Linked DNA regions of Mus musculus: all the other regions are linked to region 5. A link is a contact called in public ChIA-PET, Hi-C and promoter capture Hi-C data. All regions are on one chromosome and are shown on one strand. The core of a region is the stretch at or near the end of the contact, and the rest is flanking DNA. Distances in the headings are between cores, read along the strand shown. Region 1 has its middle 4.1 kb from the start of Rps6ka5. Region 2 overlaps Rps6ka5 (ribosomal protein S6 kinase, polypeptide 5). Region 3 overlaps Rps6ka5 (ribosomal protein S6 kinase, polypeptide 5). Region 4 overlaps Rps6ka5 (ribosomal protein S6 kinase, polypeptide 5). Region 5 holds the start of Ccdc88c (coiled-coil domain containing 88C).

Evidence for each region. Promoter capture Hi-C pulls out the DNA fragments that hold promoters and counts their contacts. A called contact is a pair of places that touch in the nucleus more often than the background predicts. ChIA-PET counts read pairs in DNA pulled down with a chosen protein or histone mark.
Region 1: a promoter capture Hi-C map of the HPC-7 cell line shows a contact between it and region 5. The contact joins the enhancer-like site here to the promoter of Ccdc88c in region 5. A contact is called at or near these places in 12 of 39 promoter capture datasets (the HPC-7 cell line, cranial neural crest, embryonic stem cells and 7 more), 10 of 484 Hi-C or Micro-C datasets (the G1E-ER4 cell line, embryonic stem cells, erythroblasts and 4 more), 1 of 115 datasets of contacts at active chromatin or transcription factors (memory CD8 T cells) and 4 of 9 other capture datasets (adipose tissue, embryonic stem cells, liver and 1 more).
Region 2: a Hi-C map of pre-B cells shows a contact between it and region 5, with 2.7 times the contacts expected there. The contact joins the enhancer-like site here to the promoter of Ccdc88c in region 5. A contact is called at or near these places in 14 of 39 promoter capture datasets (the C10 cell line, the HPC-7 cell line, cranial neural crest and 8 more), 12 of 484 Hi-C or Micro-C datasets (the G1E-ER4 cell line, cerebral cortex, embryonic stem cells and 5 more), 1 of 115 datasets of contacts at active chromatin or transcription factors (memory CD8 T cells) and 4 of 9 other capture datasets (adipose tissue, embryonic stem cells, liver and 1 more).
Region 3: a contact with region 5 is called in an RNA polymerase II ChIA-PET map of memory CD8 T cells, with 21 read pairs. The contact joins the enhancer-like site here to the promoter of Ccdc88c in region 5. A contact is called at or near these places in 2 of 39 promoter capture datasets (embryonic stem cells and neutrophils) and 1 of 115 datasets of contacts at active chromatin or transcription factors (memory CD8 T cells).
Region 4: a contact with region 5 is called in a promoter capture Hi-C map of hippocampal neurons, with 2.6 times the contacts expected there. The contact joins the enhancer-like site here to the promoter of Ccdc88c in region 5. A contact is called at or near these places in 12 of 39 promoter capture datasets (the 3T3-L1 cell line, the C10 cell line, the HPC-7 cell line and 8 more), 9 of 484 Hi-C or Micro-C datasets (the HPC-7 cell line, brown adipocytes, cerebellar granule neurons and 6 more) and 4 of 9 other capture datasets (adipose tissue, liver, macrophages and 1 more).

Annotation. Positions count from the first base shown.
Region 1 is chr12:100,727,855-100,730,554 of GRCm38.p6, reverse strand. No RefSeq gene overlaps it. Among named protein-coding and RNA genes, the nearest start is that of Rps6ka5, 4.1 kb to the right of the region's middle. Within about 2 kb of position 1,359, at least 46 of the 459 cell types and tissues checked have an H3K27ac peak or open chromatin away from gene starts, as enhancers often do. A contact at or near this core is called in the G1E-ER4 cell line, the HPC-7 cell line, hematopoietic stem and progenitor cells and 1 more, where this site is marked.
Region 2 is chr12:100,710,340-100,713,039 of GRCm38.p6, reverse strand. The region is part of intron 1 of Rps6ka5 (ribosomal protein S6 kinase, polypeptide 5); the gene reads left to right. Among named protein-coding and RNA genes, the nearest start is that of Rps6ka5, 13 kb to the left of the region's middle. Within about 2 kb of position 1,444, at least 63 of the 459 cell types and tissues checked have an H3K27ac peak or open chromatin away from gene starts, as enhancers often do. A contact at or near this core is called in the G1E-ER4 cell line, the HPC-7 cell line, hematopoietic stem and progenitor cells and 2 more, where this site is marked.
Region 3 is chr12:100,638,550-100,641,249 of GRCm38.p6, reverse strand. All of the region lies in intron 3 of Rps6ka5 (ribosomal protein S6 kinase, polypeptide 5), which reads left to right. Among named protein-coding and RNA genes, the nearest start is that of Rps6ka5, 85 kb to the left of the region's middle. Within about 2 kb of position 1,414, at least 117 of the 459 cell types and tissues checked have an H3K27ac peak or open chromatin away from gene starts, as enhancers often do. A contact at or near this core is called in memory CD8 T cells and neutrophils, where this site is marked.
Region 4 is chr12:100,567,806-100,570,505 of GRCm38.p6, reverse strand. All of the region lies in intron 13 of Rps6ka5 (ribosomal protein S6 kinase, polypeptide 5), which reads left to right. Among named protein-coding and RNA genes, the nearest start is that of Ttc7b, 48 kb to the right of the region's middle. Within about 2 kb of position 1,430, at least 22 of the 459 cell types and tissues checked have an H3K27ac peak or open chromatin away from gene starts, as enhancers often do. A contact at or near this core is called in cortical neurons and hippocampal neurons, where this site is marked.
Region 5 is chr12:101,027,599-101,030,298 of GRCm38.p6, reverse strand. Ccdc88c (coiled-coil domain containing 88C) reads left to right here and starts at 1,408. Exons shown (of 30, transcript NM_026681.5): 1 at 1,408-1,527; 2 at 1,963-2,063. The coding sequence starts at 1,468.

The DNA.
Region 1 (2,700 bases), core at 110-2,609, 300 kb after region 5:
TTGTGCAACTCTTCTGCAATTTTATATTATCTAGAAGTCAGTAAACTATGCAGATCTGGTGTGTGGGTAAAACCCTTGTTGCACTAGCGTGAGGGCGTGAGCTCAGAGTCCCAGAGCTCAGGCTCACATTAATGTTCCCAGTGTACCTATGGCAAAATGGGAGGCAGAGACAAGAAAATCCCTGGAAACTCATGGGCCAGCAAGGCTAGCTATCCACCACAGTGACAAAAATACCCTGCCTCTGACTAGGTACAAAATAAGGACTAGGACATAAAGGGGTCGGAGTACAATTTCAGGAGTTGGTCCTCATTTTCCACCTAGTTGGAGGCAGAGGACATCCAGGGATAAGGAACTGGCACACTTGTATAGAGCACACTACCTCAGTAAGCCAGGCCACCAGCTTGCCTGTGAATAACAACTGTATGACCAATAGGGGGTTGGAGGACAATTTCAGGTGTCACACAGACAGACAGACAGACAGACAGACACACACATCATATAAACATACCATACACACTACACACATACATACACACACCATATACACACTACACACACACATACATACATACATGCACACACACACACACACACACACACACACACACACACTCTACACACATACAGTGAAATAACTTTTTAAAAACACTATCCCAATTATATCATTCTCCACTTTAAATCCCTTTCATGGATAAATCTCATAAATATTAATAAGGCCAGGCATATACCTTGTGATTATGTCTTTGCATACATCTCATAGCAAGCTCCTGGTTATGGTAATAAAAGCTCCACTGGCTTTCTCTTGGTCTCTCAAGTGCAACAGGTTCTTTATCTGTCTTGGAACATCATCTGAAAACTCTCTTCCCCTGAACAATGCCCCTGTGAAATAGTGTAGGGTACATAACACTTTTGTCGTGGACCATCCTGCCACCTCAGTAGCTTGTACTTAAAAGACTTATTGCAGGTCAGGTGGTTTTGCTTCCAGAAAGAACTCAGTCCAGGAGTCTTCCAAAACGAAGTGCCTCCGTATTCAAAATGTGGCTTGTTGTGCATGGTGGCACGTGCCTTTGATCCCAGTATTCGGGAGGCAGAGGCAGGCAGATCTGTGAGAGTTTCGACCAGCCTTGTTTACAGAGTGAGTTCCAGGAGAGCCACAGCTATAGAGTGAGACCCTGTCTCAACAACAAAATGAGAGAGGTGTGTAGAGCGGGGCGGGAGGAGGGGAAGCTTTCGTGGTTGCTGCAGAAGGCAAAAGCTAGTGTGGGAAACTGCAACCGCGCATGGGGTGACTTGGCTAGTTTTGAAAGTGTCTGGCCGTGTCTGCCCACTGGCCAACTGTCATAAGAACCAAGCTACAAAAGGACTGAAAAAAGAAAAAAGTTCTTCCTGTTTGCCCAAGAAGAGGAAATGAGATTGGCGCGCATTAGGACAGTTTTTTTTTTTTTCAAAGTTCTGGTTAATCTTATGCATCTTTAAAGATTCTGAATAAAAAAAAAAAATACTTCCATACAAAGGCTTTCCAGCAACTCTAACCTAAACAGGCACTCCTGATGCATCCCATTATAGCACGTTGATATACATTTTCAGTGTGAGCAAAATGAAAAGCTTGCAGTTTCTTTATGTAGAATCACCTAGAATTTATTTCCATTCCTAAACTGTAATCTCAATAAGGAACAAGGATGGCATCTGTCTTGTGTGCACTGTGCCCTTGACACCTACCACAGTAATTGGCACATAATGGGAATGAAAGTTGTTGCACGAACAAATGAACAATTGCACACAGCTGTTGATCAGCTCTGCATAGCGCTGCTAAGTATGAAGTCACAGTGTAGCAGAACAGGCATGCCAGGCAGGTTCACCCAGGGAGCTGTGGGGCACCGATCTAATGGGGGCACCTAGATGTCTCCACTCTCTCTTTTTCTCTCTCTCTTCCTTTCTTCCTTTCTTTCTTTCTTTCTTCCTTCCTTTCTTTCTTTCTTTCTTTCTTTCTTTCCTTTCTTTCTTCCTTCCTTCCTCCCTTCCTTTCTTCCTCCCTCCCTCCCTCCCTCCCTTCTTTCTTTCTTTCTTTCTTCCTTCTTTCTTTCTTTCTTTCTTTCTTTCTTTCTTTCTTTCTTTCCTTTCTTTCTTCCTTCCTTCCTTCCTTCCTTCCTCCCTTCCTTTCTTCCTCCCTCCCTCCCTCCCTTCTTTCTTTCTTCCTTCCTTCCTTCCTTCCTTCCTTACTTCCTTCCTTCCTTCCTTCCTTCCTCCTTCCTTCCTTCCTTTCTTTCCTTCTTTCTTTCTTGATTTATTTATTATATGTAAGTACATTGTAGCTGTCTTCAGATACCTCAGAATAGTGTAGCCTCCCCCAGCCTGAAGCTGTACAGACCTTGTCAACACTGAGGTGGGGCCACCTGCAGTGCTGCTTTCGGACTTGGCTGGCTTCTTTTGAAGTGACAATTGCCCTGAGATTCTGCTACCTGCTGAGAGGCTGAACATGTCTTCCGGAGAGGTTCTTGAGGTAGCTGACTACCTGTGAAATTGGCGACTTACTGCTAATGGCTCTGCTCTGGCGGACTAGTGCTAACAACTTGGCAACAAAACAGCGCAGACTGCTAATAAACACTGAGCCTTGAACAGGGAATCATCTTGGCTCCATTATTTCTCTCGACCGGCTAGTTTCTCTCTTTCAGCTCCAGCCTGCTTCCCCGGTGTACGGTA
Region 2 (2,700 bases), core at 195-2,694, 320 kb after region 5:
GGCCCAGATTTAAAGCGGCTCGTATGATTAGCCTAGCTCTGCCTGGGTTATTTTCCCACTTATAAAGTCAATTAATTTGGTGCCTCATATCTGTAGAGCCCTTTTTTACAAAGTGATAAATTTACTTACTCTGGGAGGAGAGAGTATGAAGAGCGGTAGTGAAATGACTAGGGTCATTTTAGGATTTCTAGATGGTGAACTAGGAGAGATGACTACATAGCTCTGCAGAAAACATGGAACCTAGTTTAACATCGTAACTAAGGTAACTTTTAGGAGCCTTTGCCAGATTATGATGGATATATATATATATGGTGGTAGTAACTATGGATGATGAACTGTATGTGTTACAGTATGTACTTTAACTCATTTAGCTCAGACAGTAACATTGTGAATCATGTCCTGTTATTCTACTTTAGCAAATTGGGAAACTCAGTCTTCAACAGGTGGTTTGCTCAATGTTACCCCAGAAGCGAGTAAAAGAATCAGTTGAAACCCAAATAGGTTTGGGCTCAAATAAGAATCCTGGTGTCACAAAAATATAAATACCCCTAAAGCCAGGTAAGCAGGGAAGTTTTCTTTTGGAGATGCTCTAGAGAGAGGATTTAGAACTAAGTACTGAAAAACAAACAAAAAACAAAAATAAAGAAGGATTATCAAGAAAGTGAGTTGCTAAGACAGACTACAGAGGAAGAACCTGGATATAATCTCACAGTTTGTGGTTTTGGATGTGGATGGCTACTAAAGAGGATGGGGTGTGTATGCAGTGTCCGCTCCATTGGCCAGAGGAGCTGTGTTAAGGGCAGTCTGGTGGAAGATGAGTGGGGCAGAGTCGGATTGGAATGTTTGAAGGGTGAATTGCAAGGACCGTAACTTTTGAGAGACTTTGTTCTGGAGGGGATTGAAATAGGGACTTCAAGGAGGTTTATTTCCTGTTTCCTTGTTTTAGGATGACTGATGCTAGATCATGCTGAAACATCCGTGTGTCACAGAGACTGAAATGGCATTAGACCGTAAATGATGATGTCAAGAACCCCGAGAAGGGGAGCATTTAGTTTACCTGGGGCTGCAGGGCAGGCTGGTGTCTGATAAGAAAGCTGCTTTTGTTAGGAAAGGACTGGGGAGAGGATGCAGGTGCATTTGTAGATTTGGTGACAGGAAGATATGGAAGTTTTGAGGGCATGATTGTTTTGTTCCTCTGTGAATTGTAAAGAAAAGGCAATGCTTTATTCAAGATAAATAGCTACATTGTTTTAAGAAAAATGTTATTCTGGTCTTTGGAAAAAGTTCTAAGATACAGAAAAACATCCTAAGAGTATTATTTTACTTTCAGGCTATGAAGAAAAGCTTGTAGCATGTTGCAGAGCAACTCACTGAAGACATTTTCAGGCCCAGCCAATCAGGCGTTTCTGTGCTTTCCATGGTCAGAGAACTGAACATAGTCTCTAGCTCATGCCAGATTCTTAGTAAGCTTAATTTTCTGTTTCCTTTTGAAGTGGTTTAAGTTTAGTTTAGTTTAGTTTTAAATTATACTTATTTTGGTACATGTATTGGGGGGAAAGACCATTACTGTTTTGTTTTGACTCAGTTTTTGCATAAGTTTTGCATATGTTTCGTTGTATAATTCTAGAATCACTGGGATAAGTGATAATACACTGCTGTCGTATATACCCAGAGTACAGTACATCTTCGAGGTATGTGATCACAGCAATAAAGTGGGCAGCGTTGTTTAAAGTGCACAGATATTAAATATAACTTTGTTCGGCTGCCAGTGCTCTCCAGAGACATGGTTTGAGGCCCAACCACAACTCGAAAAAGCTTCACAGCAGTTTACCACCTGGCAGTTGAAGGGAACTCGATGTGCTAGCATTTTCGCCGAGTTTTCAAGTTCCCATGCATTTACTAAAATTGCACTACTTGGACTTTGTAGATAGGAGTCAAGGCTTTAGCATACAGTTAATGTGTGTTGTTAGGACTATGCTGGGCACTTCCTAACTGTAGCTTATCTGGTAAGTTACTTCATAAATATTTTTTCCCATGACAGAAAAAGGGGAAAACAAACCCTTCAAATAGCAGCAGCAGACTTTTTTTCTCACTGCATACAATTGTCACCTTCTGACTGAAATTAAATTAACCCAAGAATATTGTGTTTTGTAATACTGAATAATCAAGGATAAGGTTTTATGGGAAAAGCTATTTTATAATCCTACTTGGTTGGTCCCAGAAAATGAGATTATAAAATATACATTTTCTAGTTGGTATATTAAAAGATTTTAAGCATATTAAATAAGATCAAATCAGATTGTTTTCTAAACCTACTAAAAATTGGCTAATTAAGAGTTAACCCCCTTCCCTGTTTTCCTTCCCATAAACATACTTGTGTCTTCTTATCATATGAGCCAGCCAGCTAACCAGCCAACCGTTCCAAGTCCTCTAGTTACTGAAAAGTCTTCTTTGCACAGGGCTTTGCATAGGCTTTTTATTCCACTAGTTTCTATGTTTTCTCCCCCTAGACTCTGATGTGCTTTAGTGTCAGTTCTCAACTGCTCCACAGTTATGAAGCTTGTCCCTGCTTTGCTGGTCTGATAGGATGTCTCAGTTTGAATCTATTGTCACTTCTTTGGAGTACCTGGTGCTTGAGTGTTTATTGCTCTCCTTGTTTAACAACAGAATGCTTTTCTGCCTAGTTCTTTTCCCCACTGG
Region 3 (2,700 bases), core at 165-2,664, 390 kb after region 5:
CCAGATGGTAACTATTTTAAGCTTGCAGGCTTTCAAGTCTTTTTGACCATAGATTGTAGTAAACAAATATAGTACAGTTCCAGCAAGATCTTAATTATAAATTGGTAGTGGACTAGATTTGCCCTCTGAGTTATTATTTACTGCCCCTTGCTCTAAACTCGCCCGTTGAAAGGTGTGTGTGTGTGTGTGTGTGTGTGTGTGTGTGTGTGTGTGTGTGTGTGTACATGCACATGTGGAAGTCAGAGGTTGTTAACATTAGATGTCGTCTACAATCTATCTTCACCTTATCTTTCAGAAAGGGTCTTTCTCTGCACCTGGATCTCATCAGTTAGGCTAGCTTGGGGATTTAATAGGGTCCATATGGATTCTCTTGTTTTGAACTTCCCCAGCTCTAGGAGTACAGTTGTGTGCCTCCATATCTGACTCTTTTCATGGGTTCTGGGGATTAAACTCAAGTCTTCACACTTAGAGAGCAAGCCATTTACTGACTGAGTCAAGTCTCCAGTTCAGTTAAGTCACATTTTTCTATAAAATGTTGTTCTATAGCTTCTTATGTTCCTTTGTCTTATCTTAACTATATGACATCATATATATTTGATGTTTTCCCCCTTTTGTATTTCTTGCAGCTTTTCCAAATTTTATAATATGAATAGCTTAACTTTTTTTTATATAAGTTTCCTTCTACCTATGTTCTGATACAAGAAATATAAAAACATTTTCATCTATTTTCTGGTTTTTGGAGCTCATTATTTCAACAGAAGTCGAAATTCTATGTGGAAAATAATCTGTACAAAACAGTTTTTTCTTCTAATAGTCTCTGAAAATGGTGATTTTTCAAAACACTGGCTGATCTTTGACTTTAATAATCAGTCAGGTTAATCAGTGGGATTCATCAGACATAAAAGAAGCTAATTCCAAGTGTATTTAGAACATTTTTAACAAATGCTACCTCAGTCTTGTAGACAGTTTTGTCCTGATGTGTCATCCTTTTCAATAGGAGCTAGATGTTTTAGATATTGAAGTTCATGTTTGAGTCCTAGTTTTATCTCAGAAATTGCAAAGGTGTTGATGCTTGATGAGATGGTAACAATGGTTCATTGTGCATTGTAGTAGCAGATGTCACAGAACAGACAGGAACTGCTGTCAGACATTCCTTCTTTTAAGTAAATACAGCTGATTCACAAGAGAAGGCTCCCTGTGGCGGGTTTGACGAGCTGCAAGGTGTCATCATATGAAGAGTGGGCATACAAAACTAGAAACAGAAAGGAAAGCAAGTGGGACTGGAGACTGAAAGCAGAAGAGAGACTTTCCTTGAAAGCAGGAGGTTGTAGTTTGCCTGTCAGCTCTGTGCTTGCCCTCCCACAAGTAGGCTTGTAGAAGCTGTGAGCACGCCAGCTCCGAAGCAGCTCGTGGGCTCCACCTGTGGCTCTTGCACTGCATCCTCAGTGGAAACTGCACTGGAGCCGTTCTGTAGTCCAGCAGTACTCAACATTAGGTAGTGTGTACAAACGGAAACCTGTGAGTGTGCTCTACCAAAGAAAGATGTCAGCTCCCTTTCATCAGAGAGAGTTACCCCCTTTGCTCCAACAAGGGCTTCTCGTCAGGGAGAGTAAGAGCGCCAGGAGGGTCCTTGCTTCAGCAGCACACACATTAAAATGGAAGCGTACAGAGGCTAATACGGCTCCTGCACAAGCAGGACAGGCAATTCCAGAGAAAAGGTTGTTACAAATACGGCAGAATCGGACCTTTTAGTTTTGAAATATACCAAGTGGATAAATACTATATGTTTGTTATTCACAGCAAGAGACTTTATTTGCAGTGGTGGTTCTGTTTAATAAACCCTGGAAAAGTTTGATTTATCTGTTTTTCAGAATAAGCCTGTAGACTGTGGTTACTTACTTGTTTTGAAGGGTTTGTTGTGGATGTTGACAGTTTCTAAGGTGTACACTGAATTTTAGTTACTCTCCCCCATTGCTTTACTTTCCCAGCTGCTTCACTGAATCCTTCTTCTTCCCAGGAAGCCCCCTTCCTACAGTCTTGTCTCCCTAGGCATGTTACCCATGTACCTGAGCAGGACTTCTGCATGAGCCTGCCTAGTCACTCACTAGGCAGCTTTAGACCACCAAAGAGTGACACTCCTTCCTCCAGCCACTGTTAACTTTGTAATCCTTCCGGGAGGTGTGAGGCCTCATAAACTCTTCCTCCTTCTTCGATGAAAGTTTGATGATTCTGATCTTGTACAGGGAACCTCAGCTGCAGTGAGTTTATATAGAAGGCATGTCCTGTTCAGAAGATGTTTTACATCAGCTTTCCCCAATATGGCTCTTAAATTCTTTTTGCCCCTTCTATGGTGTTCGTTTAATATTGAGGGTTTGTGTATATGTGATATGCACTTCCTTTAACAGCTGAGCACTCCATAGTCACTTATTCTCCATACTTTTAACCAGTTATGAATCCTAGTATTTTAACCACCACAAAAAGGGCCTCTGCTGAAGGCTGCACTCATCTATGAGTACAAAGATAAGTCTATAAAAGGCAGTTCTTACTATATTTGTTTAGCAAAATAATAATAGTAAGTTCTCCCCTTTGGACTATGGCATTCATACATTGGTTTTGCGGCTGGGCTTACAGTCCTAGACGAGAGTACTGTCCTGTGGGGTAGGCTTCTCCATCTACCAGAAGGTAGCATGTTGCCCCCAT
Region 4 (2,700 bases), core at 181-2,680, 460 kb after region 5:
TATATGTATTCCATCTTGGGGAGTTTGTTCGTTTGATAGTGTATTTTGAAACCTTAATTTTCACATTTTTAAATCAAATTGATAGCTCCTAAACAGTAATGTATGGGATTCTGTTCTACATAGTTACACACGAGGCCCTGCCTTGGTTTAATAAGCTGTCCTATCTATATGTGCTTCAGTATGCTCACGACTGTGGTATTTATAGACCTGGAGAGCAGTGCAGAGCAACAACTTTTTATATTTCCTTAAGAAGGCTAATTAAGAAGGTTTTAACTCAGAATGATCCATTTTTAGTATCAAAAATATGAAAATTCCTCTCTTTTTAAAAATAAGTAATAATGAGCTTGGAAAACAAAAGCCAATGACTTTTTTTTTAAAAATTATCCTTTACCAAATGAGAAATTATATATATTTCTGCTCTAAAATAGGATATTATTTTTAGTTTCTATGTGATCATAATATATTTTCAAGTCTATTTAAAATATTAATGGGCTTGATGTTCCTTTTTTATTAAATCAAAAAAGAATATTTCTGTAAAAGCAATTTTTTTAATCTTGTGCTTAAATTATTTAAAAATGTTTTAAAAAGATGGGCAGTAGAGGTACATACTTTTATCCCAGCCCTTGGGAGGCAGAGGAAGTGAGATCTCTAAGTTCAAGGCCAGCCTGGTCGACAGAGTGAGTTCAGGACAGCCAGGACCACACTGAGAAAACCTTTCTCAAACAAAATTGATATTTTAAAAGTGGAAACATAGGGCTGGTGAATTGGCTCAGAAGGTAAGAGCACTAACTGCTCTTCTGAAGATTCCTGAGTTCAAATCCCAGCAACCACATGGTGACTCACAACCACATGTAATGAGACCTGATGCCCTCTTCTGGTGTGTCTGAGGACAGCTACAGTATATGTATTCAAATACAGTTCTCTGTATCTGTGGAGGATTGGTACCGAAGCTCCCTATGGATATCAAACCTCTTACATGAAATTGAATATTATTTTATTTTCATATAACCTACGTGATCCTTTCGTATACTTTAAATCCTCTCTCTAAGTTATTTATGATATCTATTTTGATGTAAATGATAAATATGTATATTTTAGGGAATAATCACAAAAAATCTTTTCATATTCTGTACAGTTTTGAAGGGGTTTTTGTTGCTTTTTTTTGTGGGTAGATTGTTTTGTTTTGTTTTGTTTTTTTGTCTGTTTGTTTGAAGTTTTTAGTGGGTAGTAGTTTGAACCCACAGTTGTGATCCTCAGGGGTACAGAAGACAATTGATTTATTCCTTTAAAGGTTTTAAATTTTTGAGTACTTTATTACTGTTCTTCCCATTGCTAGTAATTAATCAGAAGTGGCTTGTGTCGTAGGAACTCACAGCTCTGCTAGCTCCCCTCGGCTTCCTTCATCCCAATTCTCACTCTCCTACGTAACACCCACTGAAAACATGGTGCTCTGGGCTCCGAGATGAGCTGTCTAGTTTAAATGTGAGAGCACACTACTTAAACGTTTGCTTGATAGACAAGGAACAGGCATGTAGTTTTTTAATGGAAAAGATCTGTTCCATGACTGTATAGAACTCATTTTCACATGTTTTATTCTTTGATAACTGGCCATCTGTCATCTCATGGTGTCTCGAATGAGGCACATGTCCTCGGCAGCAGAATTTAAATTTGTCTTCTTCCTTTCCTGATCAAATAGATGCTTTTGTAGCTTGAAGTGAAGCAGAAATGTCAGATTACACTATATGTTCTACCATCATTTTATTCTTAAACTGGGTTTTAGGAAAGTAAAAACGTACCTTTGAACTAGCACTTTCCTAACTATAGCTCTCACTTTGACTTTTAAATGGCAGAGTATATTATTTCCAAACTAAAAGTTGAATCCCTTTCCTAGGCAGCATTTTAGTTGTGACTGTTTAGATAGTTAGATGGCGTTCTTTTTCTACATAGACAGAACTCTAAGCTCTAGGTGAGAACCAGACAGATTTAGAAGCTGACTGGCATTCTTAGAGGGCTGCTTGGTAGTCTTCATATTGATCCTCTTAAAGGATTAAGAAAGTTCTGTATATGATAGTATTTTCAGGCAGAAACCGAGATGAGGATAGAAGTGGCTCAACTGTTACTTTTGTCCCTTCCTGGCCATGCACACACCCATGTGGAACTGTCCTGATACTTCCCTTGCTACCCTGGGGCAGGAGGAAGTAAGCAGTAAGCTCTGGTTTTACGTGTTCTATGAGAGGAGGGTTAGAGTCGCCAGTGTAAAGGGAATGCCCTCACTTCCTCCAAGATGACCAAAGAATTCCTTCATTAGTCTTAGTGGAACAAACCCGTTCTTGCCAGAGCCTTGACAGGCCCTGTGGAGATGGAGCCAAACGTGCTTCTGGTAAGATGTGTAGCACACCGCCTGGCACTGCACAGAGAACCTCTAGTATAATTGCTGAAGGACCGATATGTCCCAAGAAAACACCCATGATTGGTGACCTCAGTCGTCAAAAATCAAGGTCTGAGCATTGTATGATAGAAAACTATTTCAATTTTTCCTTTCTTTGTTTTTTCCACCCCCTTCTTTTTTTACATTAAGTTTTTCTGTTTTATAATTTCATAACTGAGTACTGTCTTTACATCATTTGCACTTACCTTCTCCCCACTCCACCTACCCTGCCCCCTCACTCCTGCTGGCTGCTTGAGATTAGGTAATCTGTC
Region 5 (2,700 bases), core at 159-2,658:
AGAAATCAAACCCACAAAGACAGTCCTTACTCTTCCAAACAGGGTAGCCTATGCTACCTATCCACCACATGCAGTCATCAACTTCATTATGTAGCCCAGGCTAGCCTGGAACTCAAGGCCCTCCTGGTTCAGCCCCACCAAATTCTGTGATTACAGGAACCAGAACTGACTGCCATGGCCTGAGACAGGATGTCATTGAGCCCAGGCTAGCTCTGAAGTTGTTATGTAGACAAGGATAACTTGAAGATCCTTTTGCCTCCATCTCCCCAGTACTGGGGTTACAAAGCTGTACCATCATTCCCACCCCACTTTTTTGGGTAAGATTTGTTTTACTTTTTATGAGTTTTAGTGTTCTGCCTTTATGAATGTATACCATATGTATGTCTGGTGCCCTCAGAGGCCTTGAAATTCAACTTAATGATAGTTGCGAACCATCCTGTCAGTGCCGGAAAACAAGCCCAGGCCCTCTGGAATAGAAGCAAATGCTCTTCATTGCAGAAGCCCCCCCACCTCCACCCTTTATTTGTTATTCTGACTTCCACATTTCTTGGAACCTTGCCAGTATACTGGGGGCTACAGTCTATTTATTAACAGGCTTTCCAACCAGGCAGAACTGTAATACCACATGTCATCAGCAGATGTCACATCCCTAATACGTGAAAAAGCTACGCTGCAAAATGACTAGCCAAAGGGTAGTCATTGAGTACCTGGTGTGTTCTCCCTAGGAGTGTGCCAGGGGCTTCGGGTTAACATTCCCGCATCGCAGTGAGGATTAAACTCGTCAAGACAAGAGTACATGCAACAATGGCCCAGCTCGGGGAGCGAAGTTATTACCAGGAAGTGGTGAGAACGTGGGGCTGCAGGCCTCCAAGCACACAGCCCCCGCCAGCAGGGGGCACGGCGTCCATCGCGCTGGGAGCCCAGGCTCAAAGCTGCCGCTGCGCACTGCGGCCGGGACGGGCTCTCCCGCACGGCGTGCTATGGTGGAGGGAGGGTAGAGCCATAGCAGGGGCGCACACGCGTGGGGCGGCCACACCGCCAGCATCCATCCTGAAGGAACTTCAGGAAGGGAGAAGCCGGGGAGTCGGCAAAGCAGATGCACTGATGCGCAACCCTGCAGTCTGAGGCTTACACCAAGCCTCTTCCTCTCGGGCCCAGGTCTGCGCGCGCAGGCTGCACCTGCCCGCGCACTCGGGCCGCCACGTGCTGAGGCCCCGCCCCACTCCCGTCCCCGCTCCCCCAACGCGCACCCGGCCCGGTGCGGCTCCTCTCCGCTAGGCTGCGCAGGGCACCGGGCGACCGAGGAGGGACCGCGTCGCCCCTCCCTCCCCCTCCTCGCCCCCACCTCTCGCTCTCCCCGGGCGGGCGGGGCCGCAGCCGCGCACCGTGGGCTCGCGCCCCGCCTTTGTCTCCCGCGCCCGCCGCCGGCTGCCGGAGCCGCTTTGTGCGGCGCGGCCGCGGCTCAGCATGGACGTGACGGTGTCGCAGCTCGTTGAGCTGTTTCTGCAGAGCCCTCTGGTGACCTGGGTGAGCGCTCGGAGCGGCACCGGGGACCGGGAGGCTCCGTGTCGGGTGGGCGTCCCCACGGCTTCCCACTCGGGAACGCGCACCTGTTCCCGGCGGCCGTGGGGGCGGGGAAGGGGGGTGACCCCTCCTGAAGCTCAGAGACCCGCGGTAGGGGCGCAGAGTGGGACCGTGGACCGGCGGGCTGAGCGTGCTGCCTTCCTGTGCGTCTGAGACGTGAGGATTTTGTTGAAAAGTCCTTTTTATTTATTTCTCTATTTTCCTCGCGTTCTGGGACGCTGGAGAAAAGTTAGCCAGAAGTCCTGTCCGGAGGCGGGAAAGGACCGCGGTTCGGGAAGGGTAGGCTTGCTGCCTGCGAAGAGTACCACGGTGGTTGGTGACCTCCCTGGCCTGCCTTGTCCCCCAGCGTCAGACCAACATGCTTTTGCCTCCCCGCAGGTGAAAACTTTTGGATCGTTTGGAAGCGGCCACCAGGACAACTTGACTCTGTACATGGATTTAGTGGACGGCATCTTTTTGAATCAAATCATGCTGCAAATGTAAGTTGCCTCTTCAGAGAGGATACTTTAAGAAACCTAAGATTGTAGCGTGAATGCCGGATGGCCAGGGAGGGATTCCGTTCAGGTGGGCCGTTGGACCCCCCCATCCCCCAGCACCTCATTCGAGCTAAGGAAATTTGCGGTTGACTCATTTGTAAACTCGGGCACTTGATGGTAGTCTGAGTGCTGACACCAAAAGTCCCTTTTCTTTTTGGAGGGACACAGAACTGTAAAGAGGGTCTGGTTGGTTACAGGAAATGTCCGCTGGGTCTGGAGCATCGCGGTGTGAACGCAGTTTCACTGTGGCTTGGGAACTGGGCTTCTGAATCTCCTTCTCTTCCCAATTGTTGGGGCAGATGCAGTCATTAATCGTCCTTGTGTGAATTGGGTTTAGAAGGCACACAGGCAGGCAGGCAGGCTGGCTGTTTAGAACGTTTGCTTGGGCTTAAACAGGGTCTCGTAGATACTACTTGCCGGCCGCACCTCTGACCACATCCGTTGTGGAGTTCTGCAGAGCCTGTCTGTCTGACATCTTAGCACCACTTAGGTGTTGGCTCCTACCCCTCCATTCTGTGTTTAACTTAGAAGCTTCGGGGATCCTATTGGAAGTGAGTGACAGTATGAGTCACAGGCACTT